2 separate regions of the Mus musculus genome follow, and region 1 is linked to region 2. A link is a contact called in public Hi-C data. All regions are on one chromosome and are shown on one strand. The core of a region is the stretch at or near the end of the contact, and the rest is flanking DNA. Distances in the headings are between cores, read along the strand shown. Region 1 has its middle 19 kb from the start of Gm46762. Region 2 holds the start of Ncaph (non-SMC condensin I complex, subunit H).

Region 1 (6,965 bases), core at 4,430-6,929, 180 kb before region 2:
CTCTCTCTTTCTCTGTTTGTGTCTTTCTGCCACTCTCTATCTCCATCTCTCTCCATCACTCTGTCTGCCTCTGTCTCTCTCTTGAGACAGGGTCTCTCTAGGCAGCCCTGGATGTCCTAGAAGTTATTACATAGACCAGGCTGGCCTTGAACTCACAGAGTCCTGATCTGCCTGTCTCTGTCTCCTGAGTGCTGAGATAAAGGCATGTGCCAGCACACCTGACGTTAACTTTTAACCTCCAAATTCTCCCCAAGAGTAGCCTACAGCCTGGGATAGGAGACACCATGTTTCTGGAACAAGTTAGAGCACTGGGTGCTGCCTCAGCTTTGGGGATGCACTGTGTGGGAGGGCTGGTTGTTTTACTTTCTGTCTTTCCAACTCATTTCCTCCCTGGTCTGGACCCTCAAGTCTAAGTGAGTTCCCTTCTTTTCGTAAGGATTTTGCCAGGAGGCTCAGGCAGGCAAAGAGATGAGAGATTTGGGCTTCTGTGCCAGCCCTATCTCCAGCACTCATGTATGGCAGTAGCTGGTTTTCCTGGGACTCTAGGCACCCAGGGACAGCTGCTTTTGCATGGCCCCAGCTCTGACGTCTCTTTGTCCTCCTGTCTTTCCGGTGCCCTTAATGTATGAACACTCTGAAGCACAAAGCAAAATGCTCATGCCATATTGATGCATTTATACCCAGAGCGGGAGCCTCACTCTCCTCAATTTGCCCAAACAAGTTACAAGGGAGCTGGCAAGGTATCTCAATGAGTAAAGCCCTTGCCACACAAGCCTGACACCAGAGCTCGATCCCCAGAACCCATATAAATGCTGAAGAGGAGAACCAGCTCTACAAAGATGTCCTCTGACGCCCACAGTGCACCTCATCATGTCTCTCTCTCTCTCTCTCTCTCTCTCTCTCTCACACACACACACACACACACACACACACTGATCATTCACTTTTGTAGATGTGTGTCTGTCTGAGTCCCCCGGAGCTGGAGTCACAGGCACTACCTGCAAGCCATCTGATGTGGGTGCTGGGAACTGAGCTACAGGGTCAATCTGTGTGCTTAACTAGAGAGCCATCCTTCAGCCCCAGTGATAATACATTTTTTTTATAAAGTCACAGCGACAGCCCAAACCCTGAGCAGGTTCTTTCCCACACCCTTCCTGAGAGACCATGGTTTCCTGTGTTATGTGCTTCCTCGTTTGTGATGTGGATACGACTGGTTTGCTCAGACACAGATGTGTCCCTGGTAGTCTTTGGTGGAGGAGTTGACAGACATCACCTCCAGCTTAGTTCCTGCCCCAGCATCCAGAATTAACTTTCTAAACTATATTTCTTGTCATTCCTCTGCTTAAAACTAGTCTGTCCGTTTTCTAATGCTATAACAATACCTGCAGCCAGGTAACTTATAAAGGAGAGGCTGATGTTGGCTTGACTGATGTTCTGGAGGCTGGAAAGCAACAGGGGCTTTGCTCTGCTTCAGCTCATGGCAGCAAGCAGGACAACAGATGGATATGTGAGAAAGAAACGGAACCCCACCATACCTAACCCATCCCTTCAAGGAAGGCATAATCCACTCATGAGGGGTTCCATGACTCCCATTCTTCCCACAGGCTCCTGCTCCCAACACTGCCGCCCTGAGAATTGTAGAGCCAACACACTTGAGTGAGACGGACCCTCAAACCACAGCAGAGAGGTTTCATTTGACAGTAACTGAGGGACAGCCGCTGAGCACTAGGTAGGAGTTCAAGGTTGGCATGGAGGCTCACCTCAAAGCTCACAGGCATTGGCTCCTTCCATCCTTACCTCTGCAGTATGTGGTACCCATGTTCAAGTTTGCCTCATAGTCTACAATACCTGCTGCAGCTCCTGCTAGCTCACTGACACTTCAGCTAATAAAAAAGAGAAAGGGGAAAAGAAAGATCTCTCTTTAAGAACTTTCAGAGGAGATTATTGACACTTCTGCTTATATACCAAGGTCCAGAACGTGATCGCCTGGCCACACTTGACTATGTGGAGAGCTGTGCTTGCCTATTGCTAGCCTATGCACACGGCTCTCTGCCCAGCAAGACTGCCATGAGACTGCCAACACTCAACACTCAGCCAGGTCACAGGAAGTGGGTTCTTAGAACACTAGACATCTTAGCAGTGAAATATAAAAACTTAAAAGTGGCCAAGCCCGTCACACTGTTGAGTGAAGTGCTCCTTGGAGGAGCAAGACATACAAGGATAACTATGGCTCCCTGTTCCAGGAGTGATGGCCCTTCATAGAAGAAAGAGATGAAGAAAAAGGCAAGAAAATAACCCTAACTCCTAAGCCTAACCCTAACCTCTAACCCTAAACCCCAATCCTAACCCTAACCCATAACTCTAACCTCTAACCCTATTCCTAACCCCTAACCCTAACCCCCAGCCCCATCGCTAACCCTAATCCTAACCCCTAACCCTATCCCTAACCCCTAACCCCCAGCCCTATCACTAACCCTAATCCTAACCCCTAACCCTATCCCTAACCCCCTGACCCTAACCCTAATCCTAACCCTAATCCTAACCCCAAACCCCTAACTCTATCCCAAACCCCAGAGAAGTCAGCAATGTAAGCAAAATTGAGATCATACACAAATCTTTGTCTTTTCATATCCCAGAAACTTCAGGTAGAAATGATGATCAAAGCCAGGCGTGGTGGCACATGCCTTTAATCCCAGCACTTGGGAGGCAGAGGCAGGAGGATTTCTGAGTTCGAGGCCAGCCTGGTCTACAGAGTGAGTTCCAGGACAGCCTGGGCTATACAGAGAAACCCTGCCTCAAAAAACCAAAAAAAAAAAAAAAAAAAAGAAAAAAAAGAAATGATGATCAAAAAAATGTTACCTCAGCCAGACAGTAGTGGTATATGCCTTTAATCCGAGCATTTAGTGGGCAGAGGCTGGTGGGTCTCTTAAGTTTGAGGCCACCTTGATCTACAGAGTGAGTTTCAGGACAGCCAAGGACACACAGAGAAACCCTGTTTCAAACAAAACAAGGCAAACAAGCAAAGTTATCTCTAGGACACTGAGGCTAAACCCCAAAGGATTCTGTGAGAGCTAGACACGGAGCTCTGCAGTGTGGCTGCAGAGTAAACAGAGCTGCTGAGGTCAAAGGGGATTGTTTCCTGTCCAGTGTCTTGGTCTTAAAAACTAAAGAAGCTTAGTCCATTATCATCATAGCAGGGTCCCTGGCAGCATGCAGGCAGACATGGAGCTGGTGCAGTAGTTCAGAGCTTTACATCCTGATCCGAAGGCAGCAGGAAGGGAAGAGAGCCTGGGCCTGGTATGGATAGGAGGGCAGGTTTTAAATCACTGTTCATGTTAAAAGTTTCCAGCACTTTTGGACAATGCCTGGCATATAGTAAACACCTTTGAGGCCATTCTGAGCCAGGAGGGTGTGGTGGAAATGGCTTCCATCATTACTGACTAGGAAGGAAAGAGCCTTCCTATAGCCTTCAAAGGCTCTGTCAACTTCCTAAGGTTCTGAATGCTCAGGATAGCTCCAAACTTTGGGAGCTATATGAACTAAAGAGAAGAAAGAAGGTGTAAACTAGGAAAGTAAAGATGTGAGCTATTTCAAAATCAACGAACTGATCATCAATAAAGTGAAGAAGAATCAAGCATACTGTGTTCCCAGGAGTGGGGAGGTTACAGGCTGAGGTGTGAAAGAATGTCAGTGTACCCACTGAATGAGAAGAGTATGTCACCCGTTAGGATGGCAGGCACACGGCCAGCACACTGGGCAAAGCAGGTAGATGAGAGAACAGGGCCCTCTGCTAGGAGTGTTCTGAAGACACTGTTGGAACACCAGTGGTGTAAAGGCAGAGACTCGTATGAAGACTTCCAACTTAGCATGGTCTCTGTCAGGGGAAATGAAAAATGATTTTTATTGTCCTTGAAAGGCTCTATTTGAGAAGATAATGAGAGAGGGCGAGGTGGCTCAGTCTTTCTGCCAAGACTGAGGGCCTGAAAGCTACCCCAGGAACCCACATGGTGGAAGGATAGAACCAGTGCCACCAAATTGACTTCTGACAGCCACAAGTGTGGGAGAACTTGTATGCACATGCCCCATACTAATGCATTATCATCATCATGTTGACTTTATACCTACGTATTCCTAAAATTCCTTCCCTGAAAGAAACATATACAATGTCTAACCCCTTCTCCTAAGGTCTCAAAACCAGACTGAGGCACCATCTCACCAAAGTTCACTCTGGAGAAGCAATGAGTTTAATGGACTTCCTTATAAGCCATAGATGAGGGGCTGCTTACAAGGGTGTGTCCCACTCCCTGCCCCCTACTCCCACCCTACCTGGAAAGGCTTTACCCAGCAGGGATGAGGACTTCGCTCCCCATATACTCTAGTTCCTCTCAGAGGCCACATCAATTAAGACAGAGTTGCATATGTAACAGGTAGTAGGGAGCAACTGGATACTCTGAGGGAGGTTTCATGATCTCTCCATGAGGGACAATCATTTTGTAAGAAGGCACAGTTGGACTCCCCAGGATAGTGGTTGTTTGGTTCAGAGGACGGTCACTCAGACCACTGATCTAAAAGAAAACCCAAGCCAAGCTGGAAAAAGGATGCTTCAAAACTAGGGTCATAGCTGGGCAGTGGTAGCTTGTGCCTTTAATCCCCGCTCGCAGAGGCAGGTTCGATCGAGGCCAGCCTGGTCTATGTAATGAGTTCCAGAATAACAAGGCTACACAGTGAAACCTGTCTCAGGAAAGAAAGAAAAAAAAAAGGTCTTAGTGTACAATGTTGTCTCAAATATAAATAATAAAAGAGAAAGGTCTAGATTCTATATGAAACTGAATAGGAATGGGTTTCTGATGGGAGAGTCTGGTGTTAAGCCAAGTGAGAAGCCTTGGTCCATCAGATGGCTGATGGTGATTTGGGGAGCTATAGGGACTTTCAGGGACTCAACCCCTCAGCTGAGTAGAGAAGCCAGGTTAGAAAGCTGTGCCAGAAAAACCCCATGTAAGTCAAAGGAGTGGGCTCTTGCGGGCAGAAGGCCTTGGTGACACACTGTAGGCTCACAACATCCCCTCACCTTCACATATACACAGACACAAACATACAGACTCACACACACTTACATGCACATACACAAGCACATGTACTCATGCACACATGCACACACACTTGTACACACACCTGCCCATCCTCTGAGACTCCTCTTAGGCCTTACTTCTTCCCAGAAGCCTTTGCAGATGCCCAGGCTGAATCAAAGGCTTGTCCCTGAGCCACCCAGAGCCTAGGTTCTGCCCCTTTTAGGCTTTATTCTATGTCCACCCACCAGGGCTCCCTGACATCGGGGAGTAGGCCTTGGCAGTTCTGCTTTGTCACACCAGCTAGTGCCTGGATGTCACTGTTTTTCCATTCATTGGATGGATGGACAGCCCACTCTGCCTGCCTCGGTTTATGTTCAGGTTCACCTTGAATACCAGGCTTCCCTGGGGAGTCAGGAACACTAGTTAATCTCAACCCTCTGAAAGGTCACATCCCGTCCTTCTTTCAACAGACACCCTCTCCCCTGCCCCAAGCCCAGGGGTCAGACCATGCTCTGAAAGGGAGCCAAGCAAGGCTGGGGGGGGGGCTGGTTATCAGCAGGATGTGATGACACCCACACAGCCCAGGGTCTTTTTCCACAGCTAAGAACACACAGTGCCAAGTGGCCCCTTCTGCTGGAAGCCACCTTATTTTTCACACCCCCCTCTCTGCTCACATCCTGTTTCCGACCCTCTGACAAAACTGGGCCCCACGCCCTGGGCCCCCACCCTGCCTCCTGGGTTTTCACGTGGCTTTTCTGAGGTAAAGGCAGGCCACAGATCTCTTGGTTTTAAGCTTCTTGGTGGCTTGAGGAATTTACTGCTGAGGTGACAGTCTCAAATGTGTCTAGTGTGGCCACTTGGGGTAGCCTCCTCATAGGTCGTCGGTGAGGGTGAGAGTGAGGAGGGTAAGAATTAGGTGAAGGCTGAAGATACAGGCTGGAAGCTAATGGACACTAACACACTGTATGGCTTCAAGCAGGATCTTTTAGCAGGCTGAAGCTCCCTTGGGCTACAGGAGTCCCGCAGCGGTGGCCTCTTGGTGTGAGCCAGACCAAGAGAATCCACAGGATGGACCAGAGAGGCCTTTGAGGCCAGAGGACAAGAGCCTCCAAATCTGCTTCTTCCTGCCTCTACTATACAACATCCGCTATTTTCTATAATTCCCAGAAATCCATCCATAGGCCACTGTGGGGCCACTTCCCTCACACCAGCCCTTTGACTCAGTTCAAAGAGACAGGAAGAGATGGGAAATGACTGGGAACAAAGGCCTGATACTTTCCCAGCAGGCCTGGCAGGACCCTGGGAGTGTCTGCTGCCCTCCTCAGGCAGCAGGAGGTTCGCTCCTCCTCTTCCCTGTCTCCCCTGGCTGATTCCACCAACCTCTCTCACTGCCCTTAGCTCTCTTCTCCTCGGCTTCTCTCCTTCCAGGGCAGAGTAGGAGAAGCTGCCCCCCCCGACTGTAGTCAGGCCTGTTTTGAGTATGGCTGAGGTTGATGGTCTCAGATCTCCTTGCTAAGTGAACAGTGTTCTGGTCTGTGTAGCTGACAGAAACATGTGAGTAAGTCAATCATATTGGTGAGCGCAAGCCATGAGCACATGGCCAAGGTCATTGTGTCCACCCAAGGTAAGAAGACATGTGAAACTCTAAATTAACTAAAGGGCCATCAAAAAAAAAGTACTTTTTCCATTGTTTGTTCTGAGACAGGGTCTCACTCTACAGCCTTGGCTGTTCTGAATTCACTTTGTAGACCAGGCTGGTCTTGAACTCAGAAGTATCCATCTGCCTCTGCCTCCCAAGTGCTGGGATTAAAAACATGTTGCACCACACTCGGCTAGATTTTTCAAATACTTTTATTTGTACATTAAATTATACACACACACCATATGAGTACCCTA
Region 2 (6,767 bases), core at 2,228-4,727:
TAAATTAGAAACTGTTAGGGCAAAAGCCAGCAAATCTGTAGCGAAAGGTTGCTTGTTTGGCCAAATGGTAACTGTTGTTCCTCACCCAAACTAAGGCTGTTTCTTTTGGATTTTCAGGAAGTAGAATCTGTTGTGCTGTCGGGGTTCTGGCAGCCTATAAGTGGGGGAGGGGCCGAGTACTTCACTTCTGTACAAAGAGAGGAACTGAGCTTCATGTGCCTCTGATGCTACTGATAAATCACTTAATCTTTTGGCACCCTTCATAGCCTTAACTCTGAAACAAAGGAGGCATTCAGAGTAGGACGTGAAAGACCTGCCTGGGCATGCTTGGCCTGTCGACACTGGGTATGGAGCTGGCACAGAGCCAAGCAGTCAGTTTAGGAGGCTCATTATTGCTTCGGCATAGCATAGCCTCCAGCTTCAGCCAGTGGGTCACTTAGCATCTTTCCTTTGTCAGAGGTTCCAAACCAGTTCTTCAGGGGCCTCTAATTCAGAGCCACCCACTACCCCTCCAGTGCTTGTTGCTCTTAGTTTAAACATCTAAGTCTCCAATAAGGAGCCTTCCATGTTTCCAGGAATACTTTCCTGGGAAAATGGTAAGAGCCAAAACCTGACTGGAGCTAACTGGAGGAAGATAAAGATGGAGAGACCCCCCCCCCACACACACACACACAGGGTTTCTCTGTGTAGCCCTGACTGTCCTGGAACTCACTCTGTAGACCAGGCTGACCTTGAACTCAGAAATCCGCCTTCCTCTGCCTGGAGAGACTTCTAAGTGGAAGAGAGCATGCATACAGAAAAATGTGCTAGGAGCAGGTAGGATGAAGACAAGTATGAAAAAAGGTGGATGAAGGAGGGAGGTGCCAAGCTCAAAGCAAGGCTGAAGAACCTGTGTGTGTAAGAGAGAGAGACAGCGAGCACAGGGATGGAATGGGGGGCTGTAAATCATTGTAGGTCCCTTTGGAAGTTCCCAGAACAATGGAATCTTTGAAGGGGTTTTAGACGTCTGGGAAGATGCTGTGGTAAGCAGACAAATGGGAGTGAGGTCAGATTTACACTTGGCAAATGCCACTCTGGGCTCACTGGGAAGGAGATCATAGCTGAGCAAGGTGATGTGGATGAAAAGGTGAGGGACCTGCAGAGATTTTTTTCAGAGGCAAAAAGCTCAGTACCAGATGAGGTGGGGAGTGTCCAGTCCTGGGTGGCTGACAGTAGCATTTAGGAAGGTGAGGGACATTGTGATCTTTTCTCCACATAATCCTATTGTTGTGGGGCGTCTGCCAGAGAGGACTGCTTGGAAGTGGGTTTAAGCCAATAGAAAGTCTTTGTTAGCCGGCTGATGCCTGTACTGAGTGTTCAAGATTTCAGTGTAGCCCTGAGCCTTTCTCATTGTGATTTTTTTTTCTTTCTTTCCTTTTTTTTTTTTTTTTTTTTTTTTTGAGACAGGGTTTCTCTGTATCGCCTGGCTGTCCTGGAACTCACTCTGTAGACCAGGCTGGCCTCGAACTCAGAAATCTGCCTGCCTCTGCCTCCCAAGTGCTGGGATTAAAGGCCCATGCCCAGCTTCATTGTGAACTTTTAAGAACAAAAACCATGTTCTGGGTTGACATACTTCAGTTAACATGAACAGTTAGCCAGAAGTGGGACTACAGAAGCTAAAAAACAAAGTTAGGACATTTAGAGACTTTCCCAGAACTGTGGACTTTGATGGAGTAGGTATTTGGCAGGTGCTCCTATCTAAATGATAAAGTTTAACAGTCCAAACTGTCATGGAGTCAGTTGTGCTAAGGTCTGGGGCCTTATTCTAAACACTCTGCCTCATTCTAAAGTGGTGCAAAAACTAGCTTTAAAGAGTAACTTTTGGACACCATTGCATATACTAGTAAGATTTTGCTGAAAGGACCCTGATATAGCTGTCTCTTGTGAGACTATGCCGGGGCCTAGCAAACACAGAAGTGGATTCTCATAGTCAGCTATTGGATGGATCACAGCGCCCCCAATGGAGGAGCTAGAGAAAGTAACCAAGGAGCTAAAGGGAACTGCAACCCTGTAGGTGCAACAACATTATGAACTAACCAGTACCCCAGAGCTCATGTCTCTAGCTGCATATGTATCAAAAGATGGCCTAGTCGGCCATCACTGGAAAGAGAGGCCCATTGGACTTGCAAACTTTATATGCCCCAGTACAGGGGAACGCCAAGGCCAAAAAGTGGGAGTGGGTGGGTAGGGGAGTGGAGGGGTGGGTATGGGGGACTTTTGGGATAGCATTGGAAATGTAAATGAGGAAAATACCTAATAAAAATTTTTTTAAAAATCCTGAATAATAAAGTAACTGCTGGAATATCACTAAAAAAAAAAAAAAAAAAAAAAAAAAAAAAGAGTAGCTTTTGGGGTTAGAGAGGTAGTTTAGAGTACTCGTTGCTCTTGCAGAGGACCTGAGTTTCATTCTCAGCACCCACATGGTGGCTCACAAACATCTGTCATTCCAGTCCCGGAGGATCTGACACCCTTTTCTGATCTTCTCAGGTACCAGCCATGCATGTGGTAAATATACATACATACACACAGGGAAAACACTCATACACATGAAATGAAATATTTTTTTAAAAAGTAGCTTTCAACAAAAGGCAGAGTTTTGGTCACCATAATGAGGGGTACTGCTGATAGGCAGGCAAATAATGTCAAGGATGCTAAACAGCTACACCCCAGCCTCTTTTTAAAAAAATGATGGTAGGTAAATGATTTCCAAAAAGCTCTTTACAAGAATCTGGACAAAAATTTAGTTTTAAATGTGTGTGCATGCATGTGTATAGATATATGAACACAATGCTCTGGTGCAGATACACATGCCTGCACAATGTTCTGGTATGTCCATGTATAAGTAAGAGCATACACAATGCTCTGGTATGTGTGTGTATAGACATGTACACACACACACATACAGAAAACTCTTTGGAAATGTACACACATATATAAAAACTACTGGGGGTATAAACATAAGTAAACACAATGTTCTAGGGTGTGTGTACACACGCATACACAATGCTCCTGGAAGAGTATACACATGTAAACGCAATGCTCTGGGGCCTGTGTACACATGAGCACACACAATGTCCTTGTGGGTGTATACATACACAATACTCTGGGTGGAGTCTACACGTGCATACACAATGCTCTGCATTCCTTCTTGCCTGCCTGGAACTTCCAATAAGGGCAGCGTTTTCTACCGGCAAAGAACCTCGATTCCTCAGAAACCTGCCTCCCCGTTACAATCCAGATTCTAGGAAAGCACAGCCTTCGCCTGCCCAGATCCACACATCCTACTCCGCGCCCAGCGCTCGGCGCCAGAATGTTTCCAAACGTCTTCAGCTGGGTCACCGCTGCACCTAGTTCACTCGCGCGTAGACTCAAAACTGTCCAAGTTTCCGGGGCCACTCTGATCAGCCAGCCGCCTAGGCGGCCTGCGCAGGCGCACCAAAGACCACGCCCCAGTGACGTCACGCGGCGGTTACCGCGCTTGGCGCTCGCGATTTAAAACTTACTCCGGAGACGTGGAGAGCAAGATGAGAATTCCGCGCTCAGGTGAGCTCGAGTGGGTCCAGGCGCGGCTGGCAGGATCAGGACCGAAGGGTGCTCGCGTGGGCAGGTCCAGAAGGGACGAATGTGTTCGGCGGGGTTCGGCCGGGGGCTCCGGCGGGGGAGGGGAAGAGAGTGCAAGGGAAAGCGGGGCGCTGGGCCAATCAGGACGCAGCTGCCAGTGGCGGCTGGGCTCTAATACTCCCCGCGCCCTGGTTCTAACGGAGGATAAAGTGGGTTTTTTTTGTTTTTTGTTTTTTCTGGACTGGACGTTGTGTGGGGAGCTGTGGAAGCAAAGTGTCGACCGCTCTGTGTTGAGCATTCGTGCCTGTGTTTTGGAACTGATTCTAAAGTCTTGAGGGCTTCCTTTGGGACAGACCTTCGGTCAGACGCCGAGATTCGCAACCGAAGAAGCCTGGGCACTTGAGATGGAGACTGGAGGATTAGAAGTTCAAGGTTGTCCTCAGCTATAGCGACTTCGAGGCTAGCCTGGATTACAGGAGACCCACTCTGAAAGGGGGCGGGGGGTGGGGAACGAAACAGATAAATACCTTTTCCTCTTGGAGCTTGTGTCAAGTTGAGGTAGTATGGCAAATATTTGACAGATAAAACCTAGTGCTATAACTCCTGTCCGTTATGGACTCGAGATTTTTAAGCAAACATTGAGAAGAACTTTATGGGCTGAGCATCCTGTACAAGAGAAGAGCTAGGAAGGAACCTGGACTAGTCTAGGAATTAACTACACCGTAGGTTCTCAACCTTTGGGTGGCAGCCCCCATGGGGAGGTGTCAAATGACCTTTACACGGGGTTCGCCTAAGATCGTCAGAAAACACAGATATTTACATTATGATTCATAACCACTAAATTTACAGTTATAAAGTAGCAATGGAAAATAATTTTATGGTTGGGGGTCACCACAACATGAGGAACTGTGTCAGAGGGTCACAGCATTGGGAAGGTTGAGAAACTCTGAGCTAGACCGTCATAACTAAGCTTAGTGAGACTGACCACCTGGTAGACCTAAGTCATAGTTTTGGAATAATAGTTTCAGTTTGGATTTGTTGCCTGTGACTTCTGGAGAGGCGCTCAGGTGAAGGGGTTCGTATCTACTGGGCGAGTTTGACCGAGGTCCATAGGCTGGGAGGTAGATTTGTTTTTCTTCATCATGGAGATGATAAAGCCATGGGTACCGGTGAGATCACTAGACAGACCTTGCAGAGAATACATTCAGGACCTGCACCAGTTGTCCGGGTGTGGGGAGGAAATAACTCAGGTTATGGGTACCACAGGGCCTAGAGCAGCTCAAGAAGAAAAAGATGAGTCCCGAAGTGGGCACTTCAGGCTGAGAACCGAAGCAGAGCAGAGGAGCTGAGGAACGTGCTCTTGACTTCAGTAACAATCTGTTGAACTAGACTCTTGTCTACTGCCCACGGCAGAGAGCAGCGGGGGAGGAGTTAGCCCCTCCGTGCTTCCAGTTTCTCAATTCCTTTCCATACCCACATTTACAGAGTCACAGATGTCTTGATTTATGCCCATAAAACGTCTCTCATCTCCTCTTTTGACCTTTTTGTTTTGTCTTGGTGTGTCAACTATACTCCTCGACCTGTAGGAAGCATTGTAATGCCTTTCCTCCTGCTGCCCTGTGGACAAGCATTTGTTGTTTATTATGTCTCTTTGTTTACTTTTGTGGTGAAGCCTTGTACCATGGCGTGTGTGTGCCAGGCAAGAATTCTACATTGCTCTATACTCCCTGCCTCCTTTTATTTCTCCGTGTTCCTATAAAATGTCATCGTGCCACCTGTTCCTAAACAGCAAGTTCTGTGCCCGGGTCACTCCCCCCCATCCCTCCTCCCATTTCTCTCCCTCTCTCCTTTTCTCCCTTTTTCCCTCCCTCTTCCTTCTTCTCAGCACATGCCCACCTACCAGCCAAGGATGAGCGCTAGGTCAGGACTCCTCACTAGCTGTACCCACAGCCAAGTGATGGTCTTCCATTCAGGGCGATGGTGAAGCAGAGACAGCATAGAGACAGAGAGCTTGTTTGCTTGCCTAAAGTTTTCTTAGCTAATTCATTATAAAGCCAGGTTTAAAACAGTGCTCTCTGTTTCTTAAATCGGGGTAGGGATGAGGATGAGTTGGGTTCTTTTAACTCCTTCCAGGAATCTTGTGTCTTGCTCTAAAACAGTAGGTCAGCAGTGCCACAGTCACACGTTGAACATGTCATTGATGGGAGCCTCGTCAGCTGTTACCTGTGTGTTCACTATCCCCCCACCCCCACCCCCGTGTGCCCAGCTCATTTCCTCTTATTTACATACTGAGGTCGGCTTTTGTTTCTGCGGCTTCTCACCATGCAGTGCCACCTTGTGTTCCTTTCCCTCCTTATTTATGTTACTTTCCTGGTCAGTCAATATGATCAGGTGTCTCCCTGTGTCCTCTTGGCAGTGCCGAGAACGCTGGTTAATTTAAACACTGCCATTCTGCACACTTGACAGTGGCCAGAGAGACATCCTCAGGGCTGCTGAGTGACTGGTTCTGGGCCCTTCAGAGCTTCGTCAGCAATGCCATCCTCTCCACTTCATTCATTCCTAATCCTAGATGGCCACCTCTTCCTTTCCTTAGCTTTCCAGTGCCTTTTCCCTGACTGGCCCCCTAGCTGCTAAGTTCACCTGCGTTCTAGTCATAAAGAGAGTAAAAGCCACAGAGAGCGTGTGACCTAGTTGGTAGAGCCTCGTTGGCTTTTCCCGATTCCGTGTGCTTCCGCAGCCCTTTTCCTGTTGTGTAGGGTTGTTTTTTTTTTTGTTTTGTTTTGTTTTGTTTTTTTGGCGGGGGTGGGGTGGGGTGGGCTTTTCGAGACAGGGTTTCTCTGTGTAGTCCTGGCTGTCCTGGAACTCACTTTGTAGACCAGGCTGGCCTCGAACTCAGAAATCCACCTGCCTCTGCCTCCTGAGTGCTGGGATTAAAGGTGTGCGCCACCACCGCCCGGCCTGTTGTGTAGTTTTGTAGGTGTCCCAGGACCCCTCTACGCTGTCACCTCTTCTCCATTCACTTATTTCGTGAATAAATGACTACCTGCTGGCGACTCCCAAACTTACCTAGCCAGAAACTGCCCCCTGAGATCTACCATTACGCGTCCAGCTGTGTAGTGCAGTTGGATGGCTAGGAAATGCATGTGGGGTAAAGCTACGGCCTTGCC

Evidence for each region. A called contact is a pair of places that touch in the nucleus more often than the background predicts.
Region 1: a Hi-C map of regulatory T cells shows a contact between it and region 2, with 3 times the contacts expected there. The contact joins the enhancer-like site here to the promoter of Ncaph in region 2. A contact is called at or near these places in 2 of 484 Hi-C or Micro-C datasets (B cells and regulatory T cells), 2 of 115 datasets of contacts at active chromatin or transcription factors (the SCID.adh cell line and pro-B cells) and 2 of 9 other capture datasets (adipose tissue and liver).

What each region holds. Positions count from the first base shown.
Region 1 is chr2:127,313,440-127,320,404 of GRCm38.p6, reverse strand. No RefSeq gene overlaps it. Among named protein-coding and RNA genes, the nearest start is that of Gm46762, 19 kb to the left of the region's middle. Within about 2 kb of position 5,679, at least 79 of the 459 cell types and tissues checked have an H3K27ac peak or open chromatin away from gene starts, as enhancers often do. A contact at or near this core is called in B cells, the SCID.adh cell line, adipose tissue and 2 more, where this site is marked.
Region 2 is chr2:127,130,664-127,137,430 of GRCm38.p6, reverse strand. It overlaps Ncaph (non-SMC condensin I complex, subunit H), which reads left to right and starts at 3,477. Exons shown (of 18, transcript NM_144818.3): 1 at 3,477-3,582. The coding sequence starts at 3,564. It overlaps Gm35347 (a long non-coding RNA gene), which reads right to left and starts at 3,478. Exons shown (of 3, transcript XR_374955.4): 1 at 3,135-3,478.